Regions from separate parts of the Rattus norvegicus genome. Here region 1 is linked to region 2. The links are chromatin contacts, called in public Hi-C maps. All regions are on one chromosome and are shown on one strand. Each heading gives the region's core, a stretch centred on a gene start, on an enhancer-like site or on the middle of the called end of the contact. The rest is flanking DNA. Distances are from core to core; before and after follow the strand shown. Region 1 holds the start of Itgb5 (integrin subunit beta 5). Region 2 overlaps Itgb5 (integrin subunit beta 5).

Evidence for each region. A called contact is a pair of places that touch in the nucleus more often than the background predicts.
Region 1: a Hi-C map of hepatocytes shows a contact between it and region 2, with 1.7 times the contacts expected there. The contact joins the promoter of Itgb5 here to the enhancer-like site in region 2. A contact is called at or near these places in 2 of 12 Hi-C or Micro-C datasets (hepatocytes and liver).

The regions. Positions count from the first base shown.
Region 1 is chr11:80,447,340-80,451,755 of GRCr8, reverse strand. It overlaps Itgb5 (integrin subunit beta 5), which reads left to right and starts at 2,383. Exons shown (of 15, transcript NM_147139.2): 1 at 2,383-2,499. The coding sequence starts at 2,430.
Region 2 is chr11:80,367,588-80,372,198 of GRCr8, reverse strand. All of the region lies in intron 9 of Itgb5 (integrin subunit beta 5), which reads left to right. Among named protein-coding and RNA genes, the nearest start is that of Umps, 59 kb to the right of the region's middle. Within about 2 kb of position 3,313, at least 46 of the 93 cell types and tissues checked have an H3K27ac peak or open chromatin away from gene starts, as enhancers often do. A contact at or near this core is called in hepatocytes and liver, where this site is marked.

The sequences.
Region 1 (4,416 bases), core at 1,134-3,633, 80 kb before region 2:
ACTATCTGTTTCTGGAACTTTCCCACTATCCCAACTTGAAACTCTATGCTCACGAATAAACTCTCATTCTCTCTTCCCACAAGCCTGTGGTAACATCTGATTTACTCTTTTCTATCGCTTTGTTGGTTCTAGTCACTTTACACAAGTAGAATGTCTGGGCATGGCAGCACACTCCTGTAATCTTAACACTCAGGAGATGCAGGCAAGAGAATCAAGAATTCAATGTCACTGTGTTCAGCTACAGAGAGTTCAAGGCCAGCTTGGGCTAGATGACTCCCCCCCCCCACCCGCATAGAATTATATAATATTTTTCCCTTTGGGTCTATTTCATGTCAGCAGGGTGTTTTAGATTTTGTAATAAGTGTCAGGATTCCTTTTGTTTTGTTTTCTCTTAATTTTGAGACAGGGTCTCTGCATAGCTCTGTCTGTTCTGGAATTTACTATGTAGACACCCCACCCCCACCCCCAGCCTCAAATTTATAAATATGCCTGTTTTTGCTGGGAATAAAGGTGAGCCACCATGCCCAGGTCCACTCCATTTTAGGATCAAATAGATCATCGTGTGTATCTGACACTTTATTTATCTGTGAGCACTCAGATGAAGGACTCGTGTGTGTGTGTGTGTGTGTGTGTGTGTGTGTAGGGGGGTACAAACCACAAGGCAGAAGTTCTGAATTCGAAAAGGTGCCTCAAACCAGCTTTGATGAAGGTTGGATTGCTCAGGGCTCATGGCTTATGGCAGGTCTGGGCAGGCTGGGGACCCAGAGAACCACCAGCTATGTCAGACAGGAGGGGGCTGGGGACCAGAGAACCACCAGAAAAGACAGGAGGCGGCTGGGGAGAATTAGGGCAAGTTGAATCACAGCTCTTTCCAGGTGCGATTTAGACAAATGGCGGTCTGTGCCAGGCGTGGGACAAAGGGGGATGTTTCTGCAGCTATGAAGTGCTCATTTTGGGGGCAGAGAAGATGGGATATTACGGGCCCTGAACTCGAAGACTGTGCGGCACAGGGAGGCTAATATTGTACTTAAAGCAGCATTCCGCCAGCTTTCAGGACTCAACTCTCCTGCTAGCTGATCCTTCCTACACATCCCTGCCAGACTAACCAACACTTCTCACTATTCAACCTTCCAGTTCAAACTCTTTGATCAGCTCCCATAGCGTAGGACCGCCACCTCTAAGCTGGGATAGGAATAGCCCCAAGGCCAATGCCCCCAAGGGCAGGTAATTCCAAGATCTACCTGGGCTGTTTCTGCAGCATGAATTCTACTGGACCATGGCTGGCAGCAAGTGTGACTTTTAAATCAAAACAAAGCCAAAGATGACAGAGTATGGTAGTTGCATATGGTTTAAGAATGAATTTTTAAGTTTACTCTGTATTGGTTCACTTTCCCCTATGCACTACACTACACTTCTGCCAGTGCCACCGAGTCAGAGTTTGGAAGGTGGGCACAACAAAGCTTGTAAGATCCAAATGCCTTAGGTAGGTTTTGCACCCACACCTCCAAGTCCTGACCTTCCAACTGGTTCCTGACCTGCATTCCTAATTTCTGAAAAACATCCTAGCAGTCCCTTCCTCCAGCGTATTAAACCTCAGTGGCTCAGTTTCCTCACCTAAACAAAGGTAGGGATGTTAGGAGTACTCGAGGGGTGAGGACAAGGACAGACAGCACTTAGCACAGTGCCTGCTCAGCAGGGTGCCCTGGGCTTCACCTGAGCTTCTAGTGTCCTCCCTTGCCCATCCCAAGCGTGGCGTCTTGAGATTGAATATGCCGGCGCCTCTGTCCCTCTCAGGCGAGGCCTGGGCTGGCATGCGCTTGTGGCGTGACGAAATGGCCTGGCAGATCCAAGCCGTATCTTCCCTCGATCCTGAAGTCATAACTGAGATTGCTTTGGTCCAAGTAATCTCTGTAGCCCTAAAGGAGCGTGTCCCGCCCCCTCCCGTAGAGGCCAAGATCCGGGAGGAGACCCTAACTAGAAGTTTCGAACCCGCGATCCCCACAAGTGCGTCAGCTGTGACAGCCACCTGGGCAGCCCAGGACCTAGGCGTGCTGGCGGGTCCCGGCGCAGGGCGGAGCTGGTCCGGCCCGGAGCTCGCCCCGCCCCGTCCCGCCTAGCCGTAAACTGACCGAGTGGCGGCCTGCGGGAGAGAGGGGAGGAGAAAGCAGAGAAGAGTTGGGGGCCGGCAGCAGAGGGAGAAGGGAAGGGGCGCCGAGAGCAGACGCGCGGGGACTCGGCGAGGGTACGTCGTAAACGGTGACTACTCCGGGTGTCCCAGCCGGCCAGCGAGGACGATGGTGGCGGCGGGGCGCGGGCCAGCCCGGCCGCGGGCGCCGTGATCCCGAGCGCAGCGCCCGGCATGCCGCTGCGGTCCCCGGCCTCGGCCCCGCTCCGTCCCCGCCGCGCGCCCCCGCCGAGCGGCGCGCACCATGCCGCGGGTGCCCGCGACCCTCTACGCCTGTCTGCTCGGGCTCTGCGCGCTCGTGCCGCGCCTCGCAGGTAAGCCGCGCCGCCCCGCAGCGCGCTCCGTAACTTTTGCTCTCCCGCGGCCGCTTGCGGGAACCGAGGGTGCAGTGCACCCCTGGGCGCTCCCAGATGGGTCGGCGGGGCGCGGGCTTCGGATCTGCGTGCACTGGCCGGTTCCCTCCCGGGCTGAGGAGGAGCCTTCCCTTCCTGTGTAAACAGCGTGCGTCTGGTGGCCGAGCCCGAGGGCGCTGGGGACTTGGGAGGGAAAGTCTCCCCGCCCGGTGCTGGGGCCCCAGCACTGCGCTCGCCTGCACAAAGCAGCCCTTGTGGCCCGCGGAGAGTGATGTGGGGGCTAAAGTACGGCGGCCGGGTCATCCCGGAGGTCTGTGGATAATGCAACTTTCTCTAAGTTTGCTCTAAACTGAAAGTTGTCGCCACTCTCCGTAAGTCCGAAGTCACGGCCCCACCTGGGACACCACCATCTGATCCTGTTCCTGTACGGTGACTCACAAACACCGCGTCCAGACTGCGGAGGGGCTGCTGGCGCTGCCTTAGCCGGATGCACCCTGGCGGTGATGCTGGAGCCCCCAGCTACCTGCGTTAAGTTTTCAGACTTGGGAAGGGCAGTTAAGTCTCTAGAGCCGTGCGGTGGTGGCGCACGCCTTTAACCCCAGCTTTCGGGGGGAGGGGCAGAGGCAGGCGGATCGAGACCAGCCTGTTCTACAGAGCAAGGTCCGACAGCTAAGGGTATACAGTGAAACCCTGTCTCAAACAAACAAACAAACAAACAAACAAACAAACAAACAACAGTCCCTACAGGAAGCTTGATAGTTGGCGCTGTAGCTGCTAGGGTCAGGAGCTTGTCCTACCTCTCTATACCTACCCACTCAAAGCAGGAGTTTCGGAACGTTCTCCTTCCCGTCGGAAGTAATTGTGTATTGATTAAGGGTGCGTCATTCACTTTCAAGCCTGGAGTATTTGTTTGCCTTTCTGAGCCCAGCGGTTGCCTGGCTGCTTTTGGGGAGACCTCTGTTCCCCTACCGCGTCTTGTTTACATGAAGGAGGTCGAGGTTTCCGTCTGAGAGCTAGGAGCGAGTTGAGGAAACAAAAATGTCGTCCCAGTCCAAACTTAATAGTGTAGCAAGGCTGCTCTTATGGAAAAATAAGTAGATCACTGGGACCCCCCACCCCCAGTCTGGCAACCAGTGTCCATCTTTCCTGTTCCAAAAGGTCCCCAGGGAAACGCAAAGAGATGTAGTTTGAATCACCACCCTCTGGAATATATCCTTGTCAGCCTACCTCACTTCTTCAGGAGAGTGTTTTAGTTTGAAGTTATACTCTTTAGAGTTTGGTGGAAATTTTTTCTTTTAAGAGAGTGTGTGTGTGTGTGTGTGTGTGTGTGTGTGTGTGTGTGTGTGTGATGGTGATGGTGTTTTTTAAATTTAAATTTTTGTCAGAATAAACACTCAGCAACCTTACCTTAGTTTCTCCTCTTCTGTTAGCATCCTGTGAGATTCAACTTTGGGATGGTTCTAGTTTCTAGCCATTTGATTCGAATGAAAACTCAAACATTTCCCATCGCAAAAATTTTATCTTTATTAGTTGAGTTTCCCGGAAACCTGTTTTTATCTTATTTATTCCCCCTCCCCCCAATTCTTCCAAGATCCATTCCCCTTCTTTACAGCCCCACTCTGTGTCCATATAAAAAGATGCATTCCGCCTGGGAACTAGGAGGGAGTTGAGGAAACAAAACTTCCTGTGGCCCTCAATTTGATCCTTCTCTGCTTAGGAATGGCTACACTCCTTGAGAAAATCCCTTCCAGCAGTCAACGGTTGTCAGCTCCATAGCTGGGTCATTATTATTATTATTATTATTGTTGTTGTTGTTGTTGTTATTATTATTAAAATGTCTCCCCACCTGGCCTGTAACTCACTATGTAGACCAGGCTG
Region 2 (4,611 bases), core at 2,064-4,563:
AGAGTATCTGAGCATCTTCTGGGCACTACTGCCAACTAAGGTGGCAATAAGCCAGCATCCCCCTGCCTCAGGAAGACACGGGAATATCTGCTTACCTCTAGACAGGACATTCTAGCCTCTTCTCCCTTCCTCCCTGTTCTCCATGTTAAGTGGTCCTTCACCCACTTAACACCACACAAGTAACTGGTCCCACCTTTTCACAATCCTCCAATCACCCTACCACCAAATGAGGCAGTTCCAGTCTGGAAGGTGAGACTGTGGGGAGCCCTAATGACTAGGAAGCCAGTGGTTCTCCCAGACAGATTTCCCCAAATATATTTCGCTTTTACCAACTTGAAAAGGTCAGTTTTTCATTACAGCCATCACCAACAATTGTCTATATGACAGTTAACTCAGAAGGCGCTCAACGAACAAAGTGACATGCTTGAAACTAAATTCCCACTCCATCTTCTGTTTGTGCAAATAGAAGATGGTTTCAGTGCTTAAATTCCTGTGGACACAATAGAAATGGTGAAACTCCCTACCTTCAGCGTATTAGTATACAATTGTATCAAGTGTTTCTGGAACCATTAAAGAGACTCTTTCAATAAAACTTGAATAATTGTTAAACGTTGTACTTACATTCTTTAGATAAATTATAGTTACTTCTCTTTTTAAAAAGTTTATTTTATATATGTGAATACATTGTCACTGTCTTTAGACATACTAAAAGAGGGCATCAGATCCCATTATAGATGGTTGTGAGCCACCATGTGTTTGCTGGGAATTGAACTCAGGACCTCCGGAAGAGCAGTCAGTGCTCTTAACCACTAAGTCATCTTTCCAGCCCCTATAGTGATTTATAAATCAAGATAATTTAAGCAAAAACAGAAGTCTTGCTGCAGTCGTGGAGTTTAAAGAGATACTGCGGATGGGGAGATGGTGTAGGTTTGCTGCTAAGCCCGATGATGACCCTGGAACCCACATAGTGGAAGGAAAGAACTGACTCCCACAAACTGTCCTCAGACGTCCACACATGTGCAGTGCCGTGTGCACTCCGTGCCCAAAGTAAATAACAAATGTAAGGGCAAAGCCGAACAGGAAGTTCTGGGAATGGCAGGAGGTCGGCAGCCATAAATAGTAAAAGGACACGTGAGCAAATTCTATAGATCTTATCTGCATGGGATGTGTGGTGCGGTGACACTGGGCTCAGTGGGCAGGCAGATTTATGAATGTGCTTCCTATAAGGGATGGCTTGACAGAGACTTGGACGTATATTGTCGGCCTGTGTTTGTATGTCATGGGCAGGCCTGTTTATCAAATACAGAAAGGTCACAGAGCTGGAGCAAACAGCCTAGCTTGTAAATCAGGGAGGCTAAGATTTAAAAATAGTTTTTAAAACTAGGTTATGATTAATTAGTTAATTATAATTAGTATGTTATATTTAGTTTAGAGTATTAATAAGAGAGAGGGAGTGTGCTCTGATAGTATTTTTGGTTGGTTGTTTTTTACAATAGAATCTCATGTGCGCAGGGAGTTCTGGGCTAACCTGGGCTATATAGTTAGACTCTGTCTAAAAAAAAAAAAACCAAGTGCTAAGGGTGGGTGAGACGGCTCAGCGAGTCAAAGCACTTGTTGCCAAGCCTGATGGACCAGTTCATTCCCTGGGACTCACGGTGTGGAAGGAGAAAACCCACTCTCCAAATTGTCTTCTGATCTGTGCGTTGTGCCATGCCACTGGGCCCCTTACTCCACCCCAGTAAAGACATGTGATATAAAAAGCTTAAGCATCTTATGTGGTGTGCCCACCGGGGCTGTGCCGGCCGGGGCTGTGTTAGCAGAGGATCATTGGGAATGTTTGGTAATGGTACCACTCTTCTCTTCAGGCCACACTGCTTGTGGTAGAGTCTTCTTAGAAGCGAGAGTGACAAGCTATGAATAGGTTAGGAAAAAGCAAGAGAACGGGCCTGTTGAAAATGCCACCTTGAGGCAGAATGGATTGAAAGTCTGTTCATGCTGCCTTAAACACATGTAGGGAAACTGCAAGGATCTTACTTTGGGGTCCTTCACAGAATACAGAGAGGATACATTTTACCCCATGATGGACCGGAAGCAGACTGGACAGTGAGCATTTCTCTGTTCCCCTCTTAGTTTCCTGCGAGGAAGACACTGTTACCTGTGTGACAGACTAGGGAATCTAATACAGAATTACCGAAATGAAAGCACAGAGCCTAAGGCTTCCTGTTCTGTAGCCCGCACCTAACTCCCACGACCCTTCCACCGCATGCATTTCACATGGCAAGGATTGGGACATCGTGGTGATGGGATGCAGGCTTCACCAGAGAGCGGTCCCTCCCTCTGTGTCATTGTCATGGAGTTCACAGCAAATTGGGTGGGGACAGAATAGTGCACTGGTGGGCAGCCAGGGACTCTAGGATGGTAGTAGGCTTGCCCAAGCTCACCCAGATGAACCCTCCCATTGATCATAGCCTTCCTGTCCCAGGGAGCCATAGCCACCTATATGTAGGAACTTACAGTGTGCCCACTTGGTGCTTTACTACTAATTTCTTTTCTTTTCTTTTCTTTTTTATATTTATTTTATATGTGTGTTGAGTGTGGGGGTCATATGACAACTTGCAAAAGTAGGTTCTGTTCCACTGTATGGGACCCCACATTTGGACTCAGGCCCTTAGGCTGGACAGCAAGTGCTTTTACCCACTGAGCCATCTAGCCAGCCCCTGGCTTCTGTCTCTTCCAGCAGCTTTGCAGTTAACTCTAGTTCTCCATGTTAACGCAGTGGCCTCAAAACCTGGGGCTCAAAGAGGAGCCTGAGAAACTGGCCCCAGGTCCCACTGGCAGTGAGCAGCAGGCAGCAGGACCCAAATCACTGATGGTGCCACGGCCCAGTCAGGCACAGTGTAGTCCAAGGCTTGGGGCAGAGTCATTATCGTTTACGCCACAACTCGCTTGTGTACGGCTCTCATTTGTTTGTGTGGGAATCTGATGTCTGGAAATGAGAGAAAAAAAAAAAAAGACTTTAAATGGAAACTTTCCTTGGCATCAGTTGTAACAGGATGGTTTTTAGCACATTCGAAAACATAATAATGACAGTGTTCACACCTCCAAAGTTGCTTTTGGCCCATCTTTGGGATCCAGTAGCCATAGCCCTCTGGAAATTGTAGCAGGTCCTCGGGCAAGCCTCTCCTCGCTGGCCCTTTGTCCTCTCTCTGTCCAAGTATTGTCGCAATGTCCACGGGCCACACACAGTCACATGGCCTCTCTGGCTAGAGCTGTGTGGGGTTTGTTGTCTGGATGTGGACATCGGCACAGAGCCACTCTTTCTCCAGGCCGGGTGTGTCACTGTCCACCAGGGTCATGCAGATCATGAGAGCAGGACTTTCTGGACTGGGTGAAACCGGTGCAATGACATATGAGGTCTGAAGATGAAGAATTTTAAGGGGCGGGTTGGAGTGATGGCTCATGGGTTAAGAGCACTGACTGCTCTTCCAGAGGTCCTGAGTTCAAATCCCAGCAACCACAGGGTGGCTCACAACCATCTGTAATGGGATCAGATGCTCTCTTCTGGTGTGGCTGAAGACAGTTGCAGTGTACTTGCATATATAAAATGAATGAATTTTTTTCTTTAAAGAATTTTAAGGGGCTAGAGAGATAGATTACCGTTAAGGGTGCATACCCAAGTAGAGGACCCAAGTCCAGTCGCTATCACCTATGTTGGGTGGCTTACAACTGCCCATCTTCTGGACTCTGAGAGAACCTGCCTCACATATTACACACCCACACACAGAAGCACATACATACACATAATTCAATTAATTAATTTAGTGTTTTTCAGGGCAAGGTGTCTCTGTCCTGGAACTTGCTTTGTAGGCCAGGCTGGCCTCAAACTCAGAGAGTCACCTGCTTCTGCCTCCTGAGTGCTTGGACTAAAGGTGTGAGCCCATGCCTGACTTACACATAACTTTAAAAAATATATGTATAAAGGTTTAAGATAGTAATAATGAGTGTAAAACTAAGCTCAGGGTCTTCTGAATAGAAATCCAGGAAAGAGAGAAGGGTTGGGAGGAGGGAGAGAGGAAGAGGGGGGGAGGGGGGAGGGAGAGAGAAAGAGAGTCAGAGACAGAGACAGAGTCAAGAGACAGACAGAGACAGACAGAGAGAGAGAGAGAGACAGAGACACAGAGACACAGACAGAGACAGACAGAGAGAGAGAGACAGAGACACAGAGGCACAGACAGAGACAGACAGAGAGAGAGAGAGAGACAGAGACACAGACAGAGACAGACAGAGAGTGACAGAGAGCCCCGTCCTTACTGGTGGCCTCGATTCTTTTTTACTGGGATGTGCTTGTGTTTGGGAGAGTCCTGCACTTCCTCCATTTTGTGAGACAGAGGGAGCACACTTTCAAACAACACCTGTGTGATGCTCCAAAGAGGCCCCTGAAGGCTTGTACTCTTCCCTTCTTCCTCTTGACTGAACTGTAATCTCCCTCGAGTCTGAGTTTTGGCAGCCAGGTGTGCCACCCAGTGCTTAACACGGGGATGTCCCAACTTGCTGGCGACTGTGCTGAGATCTACTGTCCGGTGAATGCTTATGAGCTGGTGTTCTGCTCAC